Regions from separate parts of the Mus musculus genome. Here all the other regions are linked to region 3. A link is a contact called in public HiChIP or PLAC-seq and promoter capture Hi-C data. All regions are on one chromosome and are shown on one strand. Each heading gives the region's core, a stretch centred on a gene start, on an enhancer-like site or on the middle of the called end of the contact. The rest is flanking DNA. Distances are from core to core; before and after follow the strand shown. Region 1 holds the start of 2310061I04Rik (RIKEN cDNA 2310061I04 gene). Region 2 holds the start of Vars2 (valyl-tRNA synthetase 2, mitochondrial). Region 3 holds the start of Msh5 (mutS homolog 5).

Region 1 (4,639 bases), core at 203-2,702, 850 kb after region 3:
GAGAGGTGGTGGAGGAGCCTGGGGAAGATGGTGGGTAGGAGGATGTGAGGGTGGTAGTGACCGGTGAGGAGGAAAAGATGGAGAAGTCGGTGGAGTGGAGTGGGGCCAGAGCGGGGGGAATGGTAGAGGTCGAGGAGAGAGCTGGTCCTAGGGAAAAGAGAACAAAAAGAAAAAAATCAGACATCTAAGCATGGTGGTGTAGGGGCTACCATGGATTCCAGGCCAGCCAGGGCTACACAGACCTAGTTTTAAAAAACAAAACCAAACAAAGGAACAAGAAATCAGCTCATGCTCCTCCACCCCAGCTGGGCTGATCAGAAGCTTCAAGTCCTACCTGCAGAAGAGAGTTTACCAGAGGAAAGGGAGACATGAGGAAAGAGCGCAGGAGGACAACAGCACCAGGGCCACCGTCCCCAACTTTAGAAAGAACACCTATGATTCCATCATTATCCTGGTTTACTGCTCCATGGGAGAAATGATGCGATCTATATATAACATGTATCAGGATTCTGAAATAGAGCTGTGCAGGGCAAAGAACATCCAAGTGAAGGTGTGAATAGTTCTGAGTTGACTCTGTTGGAACCTCTGGGCACTCTGCCTGCACCTCAGTTTCCAGTAAATAGAGGAGAGGCCTATATAACAGGATGATGAATGTATAAACTTCGTCACCCATAAAGTAGTACATAAACGGAAGCTATTATCATTATATATTACATATATATTCTATATTATCATTTTCTGCACCATTAAATGACAATCGGGCCGATTGCTGAAGGGTGAACTCGGTCACTAACGCTGCTACTGCAAGGATGGCAGGTCACCCGAGGTCAAGCCTGATTCCAAGTCCCTTGGCGCCCAGGAACCCCAGGGGCAGGGGGTCCATGGGGCCTGGCCGAGCCCTCTGGGAGCCTTCCCCGTCGCCGGGGGCGTGGCCGTGCTCCCGCCGTCCCCCGGAGCCCGACCCGGTGCAGCGGCCAGCCTTTCGGGCAGGACCGTTCTGCAGGTGCACCACAGGCCCGCAGTTCCGGCCTCTCTGCCCTGCCCTTCAAGTCACCTCCAGGCACAGGTAAGAACGGCGGGGACCGGGGCCACCCGGGATAGCCGCTCCCCGGACCTCACCGGGAACGCCGGCCCTAGCGGGCCCCGCGCCCCTCACACGTGCAGCACACGGGTGGTCAGGGGCGGCGGGGGCCTCTGCGCCTGCGCGGCCCGGCGCCCCGCCCCTCGGCCGGCTCTGAGGAGGGTCTCCGCCCGCCCCTCCTCACCTGGGGTCGCGCCTGGTAGGCGCGGAGGCAGGGCCCGAGGCGCCGGGCGGCCCCCGGGCTCGGACGGTACATGGTGTTCCGGGAGTGAACGGGCGCCTCCCGCGTCCCGTCTCCGTCTCCTCGCCGGGCAGCGCGCCCCGGAGCCGGCTTCGTGAAGGGGAAAGGAGGGAGGGGGGGGCCGGGGCTAAGGGAGGAAAACGGAGAGACCGTGCGCCTGCGCACAGCGGGCCCGCAGCAGCCCAGGCGCCGCTACGCGGGAGTGCGCTTGCGCACAGCGGGCCGGGGCGCTCCCAGGGCGCCTGCGCAGCCTCTTGTCAGGCCTAGCAAAATGAGGGGAGGTAGGACTGAATATAGTTTCAGGAGAGAGACTGAGGGGCATGTGAATTTGAATAATGACAAGTCACTTTTTGTCGGTAGCTATAGTGATAACAAATAAATACTTTTATTGCTCTGGTTAAAAATAACGATACAAAGGATCTGAGGCTGACAGGCCTGTTGAATGAATGAGTGAATGAATGCATCCATACTGAGGACTAAGCTTTGGCCATGGTTACCAAGGCCTGGTGCTGCGGCGTTCCTGCAGGTTTCGAATGACCCTGGCGTTCATTATGTCCCCACCCACCGTCCAGGACTGGGGGGGTGGCGCCTGGGCCCTTGGAGCACCTGTCTGTGTAGGCTCCTCCCCAGACCCATCCAGTAACAAGACCCGATCCTCACTGGCCGACCTGGTGGGCAGGGAGATGAAGCGTGTGTTAGAGCTGCTAACGGGGAATTACGCTGAGACAATTCTTCAAGGTTGTGGGTGCAGGGTAATGTACAGACACCTGTTGGGTTTTAAGGCTGGGACAGTTACCACGGTGTCCAAACTTAAGTACTCAGAGCACGACAGAGGGGAAAAACACCAGAATTCAAGCCACAAGGAAGAAGGCTTATACGACGTTAGGTAGAAAGATGTGTGGGGGAAACTGGTATCCAGTTCACACAGACTTAGGAGGAAGCAGGAGGAGTAGTGTTAGGCAGTGTCAGAAGGTGCTGGCAGCTGTTAAGGGGGAGGTGTAGACCTCACCTATCCTCCGCTTCCTGTTCCCCCTGCTTCCGTTCTTGGTTGCCTGTGGAAATACCAGGCATCTAGGGAGACTGTAGTCGTATGTGTGTGTGACCTATTTGGTTGGAGAATAAGAAAAAGTGGCTACTTACCTGTACCCAGGAATGAGGTATTGAATCCCCCATGGCGGCTGTAGTGGCAGCTTTGGGCTACCAGCCCCCAGGGAGTCCCCCTGTAGAAGAAACGGGAGATGAAGGGGAAGAGGCTCAGGATGAAAAGGTGGCATGGAGGGGTCAGAGGAGAAAGGAGGGATAGCGTGGGAACAAAGACGATGGGCAGCTACCTCCCTAAAGGATTCTTGTCTAAGACTTCTAGCAAAGGTAGGGGAGGGCTTATTTTATACTTCAAGATTTCCTGTACCATCCTGCACTGTTGCTTTGCTCTAACTGGGATGGTGTGTGATGTGATCTAATTATGTCAAAAACACTTGGGCATGCAGGAAGGAGCTTGCTGAACCATGGTGCCTGAATGTGTGAACTCCCTTAAAATGATTCTTTTAAATATAAGAACTCGGGGCTGGCGAGATAGCTCAGCGAGCGGTTAAGAGCACCGACTGCTCTTCTGAAGGTCCTGAGTTCAAATCCCAGCAACCACATGGTGGCTCACAAACATCTGTAATGAGATCTGATGCCCTCTTCTGGTGTGTCTGAGGACAGCTACAGTGTACTTACATATAACAATAAATAAATCTTTAAAAATAAATAAATAAGCAAATAAATAAAAGAACTTTCAGGCCACAGTAGCAAGGAAGAAAGGGTAGTTTTTAGAGATGGTTGACCCTGTTGGACTATTATTATTATTATTATTATTATTATTATTGACAGGCTTTCACTCTGTAGCCTTGGCTGGACTGCAACTTGCTATGTAGGCTGGCTTCAAACTCTTACCAGGATCCGCCTACCTCTGCCTCCCAAGGGCTGGGATTAAAGGCTTGTGCCACCATGCCCAGTACCCTGTGAGAATTCTTTCTTTTTTTTTTGGATTTTCGAGACAGGGTTTCTCTGTATAGTCCTTGGTTGTCCTGGAATTCACTCTGTAGACCAGGCTGGCCTTGAATTTAGAAATCCGCCTGCCTCTGCCTCCCAAGTGCTGGGATTAAAGGTGTGCGCCACCACCACCATCGGGCTCCCTGTGAGGATTCTTGATCTTAGGCAGGACTTGTCTTCAGAGAGCACTGTGGGGTTTGTGGTGCAGACATGATGAGGTCAAAGAGTAGGAGAGGGATCCAGAAACAGTCCTGAGGCTAGTGAGCCCAAGCTCCTAGCAAATCCACATCTTACCAAGGCTGGCCAGGGAAGGAGGTATATGTTACTGGGGGTAGGGGACCTATGGCTTCCAAGTTAGTAGAGAGGTCTACAGTTACTGCAACTCTAGAATAGAACCAGCAGTAAGTATGGGGAAAGGCAGAGACTCAGAAGGAGGCTGGAGGCTTTGAGCTCTGCTACAGATCTCAGAGCTGAATCTAAGAGGGACAAAGAGCACTGAGACCCCAGGAAGAGCATGAAGCACAAACGAAGCTGAAACCTTAAGATGTTTTTCGCTGAAAATGTCAATTTAGAAAACACAGAAGAACCCACACTTTATTGAGACAACACTGAGAGGGAAAAGGAATCTGGAAGGAGGGAGGGAGGAGGGAGGTCCTGCTCCCAAGGACTTTAGGGGACACATTGAGGCACCTGATCTAATGGGGGAATAGGGGGCCAGGAGAAGGGTCCTTCTACACCCTGGGCATGGAAGCAGGGAAGGAAGCTCTTGCTATGAAGGAAAAAGAAGTCGGGGTAGCACAAGGGTGATCCCCATCTCATCTCAAGACAATCTCACAAGTGTATTTACTAAGGAGGACGGGGGGATTCCAGGATCTAATGGACCAGGCTTATCAGAGACACAGCTAAATGGTCCTAGACTGTTTCCTGGGTTCTACTGCCAAGAGACAGACAGCTTATCTGAAGAAAGTGGTGGAGTCTGTGTGTCTCCTGCAGAGACCCCCAGAGCAACATTAGTCTGACATATCTACATAACACTTGGAAAGTAAGAGTTTGGCAATATTGGGAGGACCCGGTTGGGAAGCCACACCCTGGTCCTACCAGCAAGAACTGCTCTGAAGCAGAGCTTGCTCAGGGGATGGAGTTATCAGACTAAAAGGGCAGGTTTGGCAGGAGGATGCAGGATTAGAGCTACTAGTGGGCACTGTGAAGGGAATTAATCCATTGGCAGGACACTCCTTAAAGGTTTCCCTGGCAGAGGAGGCCCTTGGACCTCTGGTGGTCTG
Region 2 (4,998 bases), core at 1,244-3,743, 620 kb after region 3:
AACCAGTAGTGTCTAAGCTGTAGCCCACTGGTTGGAGGCACATACATGCACATACATACATGCATTCGTTTTGCATAACACCGTAACAGGTCATTGCCATGTACAAAGTTTACATTTGAGAATTATGTAGTAAAGCAAAAAGTCCTCAAAAGGTTTTAAGTTTACAATTCACAGCTACACTGGGATGCAAGAGGCCCATGGGCCAAGGCCTGTACACACCTATCGGGAGCAGCCACTTTGTGAAAAATGTGTGTGTGTGTGAGAGAGAGAGAAAGAGAGAGAGAAAATGAGAGAGAAAGAGAGAGAGAAGCACATGACCACCACAGACATAGGAAGGCCCAGGGGCATGGGAGAGGTGATGAAGTCCAAAGGAAAATAAGACAAGGAGGTTAAATAAACCACACATTTGTATATATCCATCCATATACACATAAATGTGTGCATCCTAACATGAGCATAGGACACACAAGTGTGCATCCCAACACAAGCATAGTACACACGTGTGTGCATTCTAACATGAGCACAGTATACAGACAAATGTGCACATTGTGACACACACGCACACACACACACTCTTGGCTCAGACATCATTCCCTCTGCTCCGAGACAGTGAAGCACAAGGCCAGAAAAACCAAATGCTACAAGTCAGAAGTAGTGCTGACAATCCCACTGGCCCTGCCCTCGTACTCATGTTTCCACTGCCACACGGCCCTGAGGAAGTCTTCCCGGCTCAGCTCATGTCTCCGCACCCTCTGCTCCTTCCATAGCTGCTTCTCCACCATGGCCTGAAATGGGATCAGGTGTAAATGAAAGCTAGTCAGGCTTCACATAAAGACGGCACTTTCAACCAAGCAGAGGGGGGCACAAGACCCACCTGTGTAGCAATTCCTGCGTGATCAGACCCGGGGATCCACAGCACGCGATCCCCACGCATCCGGTGCCTGCCACAGAAACACCATGGGGACTCTGAGCTCACTGATCCTCACTTCCAGCCTTCCCTTCGGGAACTGCAGTGGCCCCACCGCCTCTCACCAGCGCACAAGTGCGTCCTGGATCGCCACTGTGAGTGCATGGCCAATGTGCAGGGAGCCGGTGACATTGGGAGGTGGGATACACATGGAAAAGGTCTCCCCTGTAGCTTGGGGCAGCCTTGCCTGGAAGGAATGAGGAAGTCAGAGGCGAGGGAGAACTAGTTGTTGCTGTTGCCTAGGGGAACAGCACCCTCTGGTGCCTTGGGGCAAAAAGAACTTCAAGAAGGCCAGGTGTAGTGGCACACGTGTGAAAAGGCAGAGGAAGGCAGATCTCTGAGTTTGAGGCCAGCCTCGTCTACAGAGTTCCAGGACGGCCAGGACTACGTGGAGAAACAGTGTCTCAAATTTATTATTATTATTATTATTATTATTATTATTATTGAAATCCAACACGGGGGAGGCAAAAAGAAAACCAGGGGCCGAAAGAAATAAACATCAACTGTGAAGTTAGCCTGTGCCCACCAAGTTCAAGGGCCACTCACTCTGTCTTAAGGACCTCATAGAAGCCCTCTGCCGCGCACTGACCTGATACTCTGGTTTGAAGAAGCCCTCTCGCACCCACCACTGGTACCAGGCCGCTTCAACATACTGGGGACTGTAAGCAGGAGGCAGGGGCCCAGAAACATCTGTGGAAGCAGAACAGAGATCCACTACTGAACTGCATGTTAGCAGACCAAAGAGCAACAACATCGCAAAACACACCCTACACTTTACCTTTCTTTTCACCTGGCCCGGTGGGGATTTCATACAATACTACCTCCTTGTGACTCCAGGCCTTAGTGGGCACTGCAGGTATCTGCAGGGAGGAAACAGGGTGTGTGTGTGTGTTGCGGAGTGGGGGTGGAGGCTGCAATCCCCAATACACCACAGTCATCTGGATCCCTGCGCCAGTCTCTTTCAGCCCCTTCCCAAGTCTTGGGAGACCCAAGGACTGACCCCTGACCTTGCTCTTCTCAGCTAGCCCAGCCTCCAGGGCCGCCTGTTTCTCGCGCAGGCGCTTCTGTTTGGCTTCACGGTTCCTCCGAGAGACAGGGGAGCCGTGGGGCTCCGGCTGTGTACAAAGTGCCTGGGGCCTGGAAAGACCCCATGAGGGCCTCAGCCCCCAGAGCGGTGGCCGGAAAGAGGCCAGAGGCAAATGAGGCATCGGGAGTGTTTGGGAAGGGATGGAGGTCTGCTCACTACGAGGCCATGGGATGCAGGAGGTCGCAACCCTTCACTCCCATCCGCAGGACCCTCTCTCACTCTACGTCCTTCCGCCTAGGGGCGGAGCGCACGGTGTGGACAGCACTCTGGAATCACTGAAACCAGGGCGTCCAGAGAAGGCGGGAGCTCTGCCCGTCACCGGGCACTGACGCGGACACGAAGGTTGGGGTTCGGAAGCCTGGGACCACCCCCACCCCCGCAACCTCGGCCATGCGCCTCTAACTCGAACGTCCCGGCGAACTCAGAGCCGATAGGTGCATGGCGAGGTGCGCGCGCATGCGTGGGCGGGGACACGCAGGCGCATGCGTAAAAGACTCTCGCTCCTCCGGCTTTCTGGCTAGAAGCGGGTATCACTGCGTTGGGTAGGGAAACGCCGGCAGACGTCTGAAGCCGCGTAGATTTTTTTCCATAATTTTATTAAACAAGAAATATCCCGGTGTGTAAACAAAATACATCTGAGTTGGAAAGCTGCCCGCCCGGGGCTGGACCTGGCCGGCTCAGGAGCTGTGCTTCTGCCGCTTCCAGAAGCGCTTGACGTCGCTGTGCCCTGCCGGCGTCACCACCATCAGCCGCTTGGCCGAGTTCTCGAACACAAGCACGCCCAGCTCCCGCGCGTGGGCCAGCAGCAGTTCAAAGTCCACTTGCGACAGGAACTGGTTATACAGGACGCCTGGGGTCGGGTGGGACAGGCAGGAGGTGAGGGGCTGCAGTGGTCTCTGCCCCTCCAAGCAGCATGCAGGCAGGGGCTGCAGGCCACAGTTCTTAGGACTAATTCTCTACGGATAGTCGACTGTTCAACTTTAACACCTGTGGCATCCAGACACTCGAAAAGACAGCAGAATCCACAAGAAAAGCCACGCAAACCCACCTAAAGAGAAGACTGAATTACCCTGCCTCTTATCCCCTCACCTAGCTTAATTCAAACTGCACTGATTTGGGACATATTTCCTGCTACTAATATACCAAAATAAAAGATCAGTCTTCCTCTCCTTCCCTTTTGAGAAACAAATACGAAATGCACAAAACTTTTGCGTGAAATTGCTGGCCTTACCTCTTTAGCCAATGATTGAGATTAGGTCAGCGGAAGCCACTCACCTTCAGTGAACCGGAGTCTGTCCCTTTCCAGCTCCCACAGCCGAATCTGGTCTGTTATGGTGGGGGGCAGCACAGGATTCTGCAGGACAAGGGTGAGGCTATAGGACCTGGCTTCTCATCCATCCTCTCGCGGCTAGGTGCCCAGGCTGCCAGCCCCCCTGAGTCTTGGTACCCAGTCATACCTGTTTGAGCATCACTGGATGTGCCCTTGTCCTTAGGAAATGGATTATCTAGGAAAACACAAGAATGTAGAAAATCGGGCTGGCGAGATGGCTCAGTGGGTAAGAGCACTGACAGCTCTTCAGAAGATCCCGAGTTCAAATCCCAGCAACCACATGGTGGTTCACAACCACTGTAATGAGATCTGACGCTCTCTTCTGGTGCGTACTTATGTATAATAAAACTTTAAAAAAGAAGAATGTAGAAAGTCATCTGAGCTAATGTCACTGAAACAGCATCTCTGTTCTCCTAGCCACAAGCCTGACAAGACCCAGGCCTGTTCTACTGTTACTTTCAGGTGCACCTCCTGCGAGTCCCTCTATGATGCATCTGTTCTCTCCATAGTCTTGCCTTGTTTTTCTTTCTTTAAGATGGCAGTAGCAACCATATCTCAGCAGGCTCTAAGCTAAGCATCTTAACATCTAGTCTTCCAGCACCCCTGGACTGCTGTTTACTGGGAGCAGAGTAAGGCTCGCAAAGACAAGGCAGCCGTGAACTGTGGAGTGAGACAGATTCAGAGCTAGACCGTCTCACTCCATGACCTTCCAGGTTACCCCGGTGACTCGCCACCTCCCCTGACAGACCTGAGGCTGTGACAGGAATACCTTGGCCCCCAGGATGAGCACAGCCCCTCTCCCGACCTCTACTCCAAGTAGGGATACCTGCTGAGCTGTGATGCCACTAGCAATGGCCTGCTGCACACTCTCCCGGGTCACTTGTGCCACCACCATGTTGGGGAATCGATAGAGCATTTCGGAGAAAAGGGCAATGAGAGCGATCTGCAGTTCCGACTCTGCCCCAGGGATAGAGGAGGAGGAGTGAGGAGGCTGCCCAGCCCTGCCTTCCTCCAGCCCCACCCTCAAGTGTAGGAATAAATACTAGGGAGCTACATAAACCACCCAGGAAACACGGTCCTAACTGGATTTTTTCCTGTGTCCTTCCCCTCTGCATTCCCTACCCACTCACCCCCACACAGACCCACCGGTATAGGCGTACAGTCGGTAATTAGTTTCCACGACAATGAAGCCTGGCTGGTGCACAGTGCCCCCAGCCCCAGAGACACCAGATGAGAGGTTGATGGCCAGGCGTGTGGGGTAGTAACGCCGGGACTTCCTCTGGAAGAACACAGGGCAAGATGGGGTCCTCTTTCTGGTAACCACCCTCCTGTGAAACCTCCTCCCTCAAATGACCCAAGTACTCAGTCCTAGCTACTAGTACTAGTACCCAAGTACTAGTCCTAGTCTTGCAGCTGCACCCCAGCACCCGACTCTCCTAGAGGCCAGGTGGCTGGGTGTACATACCTTCCTCTGGAAAACAAGCCCGAACTCACGCAGGTGTTGCAGGAAGTTCAACAAAGAGTCACTCATCCCCTCCACAGAGTAGTCCTGGGGAAGAGATGGCCAGCTGGGGGCTATGACACGTCCACCGGTCACTACCCAGCCTATGTGCC
Region 3 (4,373 bases), core at 1,137-3,636:
GATTTTCTCAGTAGCAGTCATGGAGTCTGAGATGAAGGAGTAGTTTCCGGAAAGGAGACGCTGTTTGCTTATCTCTGGACCTATTTGGGGAGGATGGGGAGTGAAAGGTCTCATAGGTCCATTCTCTTGCCCCAGTTTAACAATAAGAACAAATCTGACCATATGGCTTGTCCAAGGCCATAGAGGTGGTTAAGGAAAGCTAAAGAAAGAATCAAAACATACAGATGTAGTCTCATTCTTTCGGTTCTTTATGTAATGTAGATGTCTGGCTATAAGCACAACCTGAGAGAGACAAGTGACTCAGGAGGCAAAAGGTCAAGATGGCAGGGATTGTGGATATATATGGAACTAATACTAATACTGCCCATTTCCTGTATTTCCTGTCCTTTTTGCAAACCTGGAAGTTTGCAAAGTAGGGAGTGCCTTATGGACCATGGTTCCCAGAAACAGTGCCGTTTCCTTTTTAATGCAACAAAGGACTTTGGCTCCAACGTTCAAAACTGTTTTTAAGAGTATCATCTCTCCATTTTCTTCCACTCCCCCATTCCTCACATACCTAACCCCATAGTTTCTCAGTAAGTTGTACTAAAGATAGTAAAGGTGCAGGAGAGATCTCGGGGAGACTCATGATGGGGTGTGGGAAGCAGCTTCCAGATAAGAGTACATGAGGCAAGGTTTCTGATAATAGGAGCTCCTTTCAGAGAAAGGACAGAGGCCCTGGGATGGGGGCTGGTAACATAAAAGGAAGGAGCTACCAAAATCCACGCTTGGCAGAAGTATGATTTCAGGTCCCTTTGGCTCTCTGTGCTCCTCGGAGGCTGTGGAGGCAAGAGGCCACAGTCTTGTACAGTTCAGGCCTGTCATTGTCCCATGCTCCCTCCCAGCCAAAGATTTAGTAGTCTATTTCCATTTCCCCTTCTCTATGCAATCCTTACCAAGCTTCCCTAGAAATCGAGTCATAGCCTCATCCTGTTTGGCACTTGTGACAACAGACTGGGGGTTGATTTCATCCAGAACTTGAAGAGAGAAGGAAGGTGCCTGATGAGTCGAAGGATATCTCCACTGTGACTAAGAGGAAAGTGGTGGCTCTCTTCCTGCCACTGTCTGTTCTCCTCAAGAATTTATCATCTTAGCCAGGCATGGTGACACATGCCTTTGACCCCAGCCCTTGGGAGGCAGGGGAATCTCCATGAAATCAAAATCTGCCTGATCTACACAATAGGTTTCAGGATAAACCAGAGCCACATAGTACATAGTGAGACCCTGTCTCAAAAAAAAACCAAAACCAAACTAAAGTTATTTTATGTCTGTAAGGGATGGTCTGCACACTGGGAGCGCAGTGGAGGAGACTTAGTAAAGGCACGGTGGGAAGGAACAAGAGTGTCCTGGAAACTATCACTAAAATCATGGTTTGCCAGGGACAAAATCTGTAGCATTTCACATACAGTAGGTACCTAATAAAGTTGTGTTGAATAAGTAATTCCTAAATCAGGTGACTATAAACTACATGAGGATGTATGAGTGAACACACGTCCCACCCCAGAGGAGAGGAATGCAGGGCTCTGTCGCACCTCTCTGGAGAAGCTTTAGGCTCTCGTGGTCTGGGGCATCTGGCATGAAGTGGATAGTGGAGTCACTAGTGTCATAGTAAGCAATGCCCAGGTATCCCGAGCTCCACAGCACGCACAGATGGATCTGTCCCGCGAGGAAGGAAAGGGGATCGATATCTGAATCCCTCGGAAGGGCATGGATTGGTCATCCCTTATTATTAATCATTTAACCAAATCTCGGAGATAGGCACTCATGGGGAGTTTAGTCAACGTGAAACGGGGTCGGCTCAGCCTCTCCCAGCCCTCCCAACTCCGCGGACACCTCGGCGGGCTCCTCCTCGTCCTCTTCCTCGATACCTCCAGGCCCCGCCATTGGGGGCTGAGGGCTGGGGAAGCTGGCTGAGGGGATTCCGGATCTGGGTCCGGGTCCCGGCGGCGTCCGGCCTGGGGTCGCTCTGAAAGCCATGGGCTCGGCGACTCTGAGGACATGGGAGGGGAAGGAGGTCCAAAAGCAGCATTCAGCAGGCGGCTGGTGCGCGGGCTTTCAGGGGACAGGCGCGGGGGCTGCCCCTTTAGGTTGGGAGCAGCTCCGAGCTACTGTCCCACCCTCATTCCTGTCACTCGAAGCCGTGCTTTGGAAGCTCTGACGGAGCGCGCTGTCACGTCAAGTCTCTCCCGCCACCCACGCCCTTACAGCCGCAGCGCGCTCTCCTGACCCACCCCCACCCCCTCCCCCACCCCCACCCCACTGGAGCCGCCAATTCGCAGCACTTTCCCGCCTTTTCCGTCACCTCAGCCGCGACGATCCACCTCCCTGACCAACCGCCGCAAGCCTGCAGCCTGTAGGCGTGGGCCGCGCGCGCTCGCCCCGCCCCCTTAGTGGCTGAAAGGGTCTGCTTAGCCATCCAACGGGAAGGCGGTGAGGACGCTAGATGTCGATTGGTCCGTTTGCATTGGGGGCGGTGCTAGAGTGTTCAAAATTCCCGCCCTCTGCCGTTGCTAAGCAGCCGTGTCGCAGAGCTTTGATTGATGTTGGGCGGAGCCCGCCCTAAACTAAGGTCCCCGCCTGGAAAAAGGGTCTGGGCCACGGTGGAGAAGGCCAGAGCCCGGAGGCCGACCTTAAAGGGCCAGAGGCAGTCTTCCTCCTTCCTGAAGAGTGGAGAGAAGCAACATTAATTCAACCTGTGCCAACAGCAACAACTCCGTTAATATTTGTACCCACTAAGTTAATATTTATAAAAAACTCAGAACAGTGCCCAGCAAACAAAGTAAGCGCTACATGAGTGTTTTAAATAAATAAGTGGAAGTAAGAACTAACTCCTGTTTCAGACCTACTTTGCCTGTTTCCTGATTGCAGGAGATGATCACCAACCACAGGAGCAACACGGGGCTTGATTATTTTGGAACCCCTGAAGAGGAAGTATAAGTATCTGAAAGACACTAAATTCTGAAAGTAGACCTAATTAGAACACATACAACCATACTACAGTCCTCTCACCCCTAAGGACACAGGGTATCTCTGACTGATGATCCATCTGGATGGGAAAGAAGGAGAAGGAAGGAGTTTCTGAGGGAAAGAAAAAAAACCATACTTTACAAAACAATAAACAAACAAACAAAAACTTCAGTGCTGGCTTAGCAGGTAAAAGTACCTTCAATTTTGTACCCAGATTGTCCTCTGTCCTCCATACCTGTGCTGCTTGTACACACACACTCACACTCACACTCACACACCACATAATTTTTTAAAAACTGTCCTAGCTACACTAAACTAAGATCCTGCCTGAGGTTCAGAAATGGCATGAGGTGACCTGGCTCTGCTGATCAGCGACTGGAAAAATCATCTCCAAAGGGGAGCAGGTCTAAGGGCTGGGTTAATGGTTACTCTTGGCAAATTATTGAGCAATGGAGTTATGGAAACCTGGAAGAGGTTATTGGTGACAGCTCTGGGGAGTGGCAGAGAGGGACACACCTTCCATTCTGGGGTATGAAGAGATTAGGGACTGGTTTACCAAGAAGAGGAAGGGATCAGACCCAGGAAGAGAAGGCAGCAGAAGAAAAGAAGAGCTGGAGAAAGAAGAAGTGGGAGCTCAGAGATAAGATGGCAGTCTACATTTTTTTTTTTTTTAATGCAGTCCTGGCTTCAAATCCAGGAGCACTGCTGGGTGATCCCAGGACAGAGCAGCCTGGAAAATAAAGGCAAGATAACGCATTTGTGTGTGCGTAGCAATTCAGGCAGCCACAGTCAATAGTGATGATCAGAGCAGCTGCGGCCATAAAGACAGCCAAGAGAGGCAGCCAAACCTGTTTGAATCTAAAGTTTCTCCCAGCGATCTAACTGTGAGCAGATTGCCCGCTGGCCACTTGCTGACCAGAGGGAAAAAAGGAGGTGTCTGGGAAATAAGGCTTCATGGAAGCCATCTCTCTTATCAGTGGGAAGAGGCTCTGGTGCAGATCTCAAGGGTCAGCATAGAGGGAACATTCTTAGGACTCAGCTGGGGCTCACGCATGAGTCAGTCTACAACTGTCTGCAACGCTGTAGTTCAAAAGCCCAAACACCAAGTATATTCTGCCTTCCTGGGGAGGAGAGAGATAAGCCAGCCCCCCCCCCCGCCCCCCGCGCCCCAGGGAGGAGAAAGCTCTCAGAAGAGGAAGCACAAGAGGAAACCACTAACTAACTGCTGTTCCAGCAAACATGCATCAATTCACCTCAGCCCTCCCTGCCTCTTTCAGTTTCCAGCCCAGTCTTTCCTCTCTGTCTTTCCAAGTCCAGAATATTTTCTTCAAATATGTCTGTATATGTGTGTGTGTGTGTGTGTTAGA

What was found. Promoter capture Hi-C pulls out the DNA fragments that hold promoters and counts their contacts. HiChIP or PLAC-seq counts read pairs in DNA pulled down with a chosen protein or histone mark.
Region 1: a contact with region 3 is called in a promoter capture Hi-C map of liver. The contact joins the promoter of 2310061I04Rik here to the promoter of Msh5 in region 3. A contact is called at or near these places in 2 of 39 promoter capture datasets (cranial neural crest and liver) and 1 of 115 datasets of contacts at active chromatin or transcription factors (pancreatic cancer cells).
Region 2: a FOXA1 HiChIP or PLAC-seq map of pancreatic cancer cells shows a contact between it and region 3. The contact joins the promoter of Vars2 here to the promoter of Msh5 in region 3. A contact is called at or near these places in 1 of 39 promoter capture datasets (liver) and 1 of 115 datasets of contacts at active chromatin or transcription factors (pancreatic cancer cells).

Annotation. Positions count from the first base shown.
Region 1 is chr17:35,895,926-35,900,564 of GRCm38.p6, forward strand. 2310061I04Rik (RIKEN cDNA 2310061I04 gene) reads right to left here and starts at 1,453. Exons shown (of 6, transcript NM_001033630.1): 1 at 1,266-1,453; 2 at 1-147. The coding sequence starts at 1,337. Atat1 (alpha tubulin acetyltransferase 1) reads right to left here. Exons shown (of 13, transcript NM_001142744.1): 11 at 2,463-2,542; 12 at 2,332-2,374; 13 at 1,670-1,990. The coding sequence ends at 1,816.
Region 2 is chr17:35,665,099-35,670,096 of GRCm38.p6, forward strand. It overlaps Vars2 (valyl-tRNA synthetase 2, mitochondrial), which reads right to left and starts at 2,494. Exons shown (of 29, transcript NM_175137.4): 1 at 1,975-2,494; 2 at 1,746-1,827; 3 at 1,557-1,657; 4 at 1,033-1,154; 5 at 875-941; 6 at 688-785. The coding sequence starts at 2,175. It overlaps Gtf2h4 (general transcription factor II H, polypeptide 4), which reads right to left. Exons shown (of 14, transcript NM_010364.4): 9 at 4,850-4,933; 10 at 4,531-4,663; 11 at 4,211-4,341; 12 at 3,512-3,559; 13 at 3,330-3,408; 14 at 2,630-2,904. The coding sequence ends at 2,732.
Region 3 is chr17:35,044,359-35,048,731 of GRCm38.p6, forward strand. Msh5 (mutS homolog 5) reads right to left here and starts at 2,387. Exons shown (of 25, transcript NM_001146215.2): 1 at 2,342-2,387; 2 at 1,873-2,029; 3 at 1,572-1,695; 4 at 936-1,016; 5 at 756-818; 6 at 1-80. The coding sequence starts at 2,016.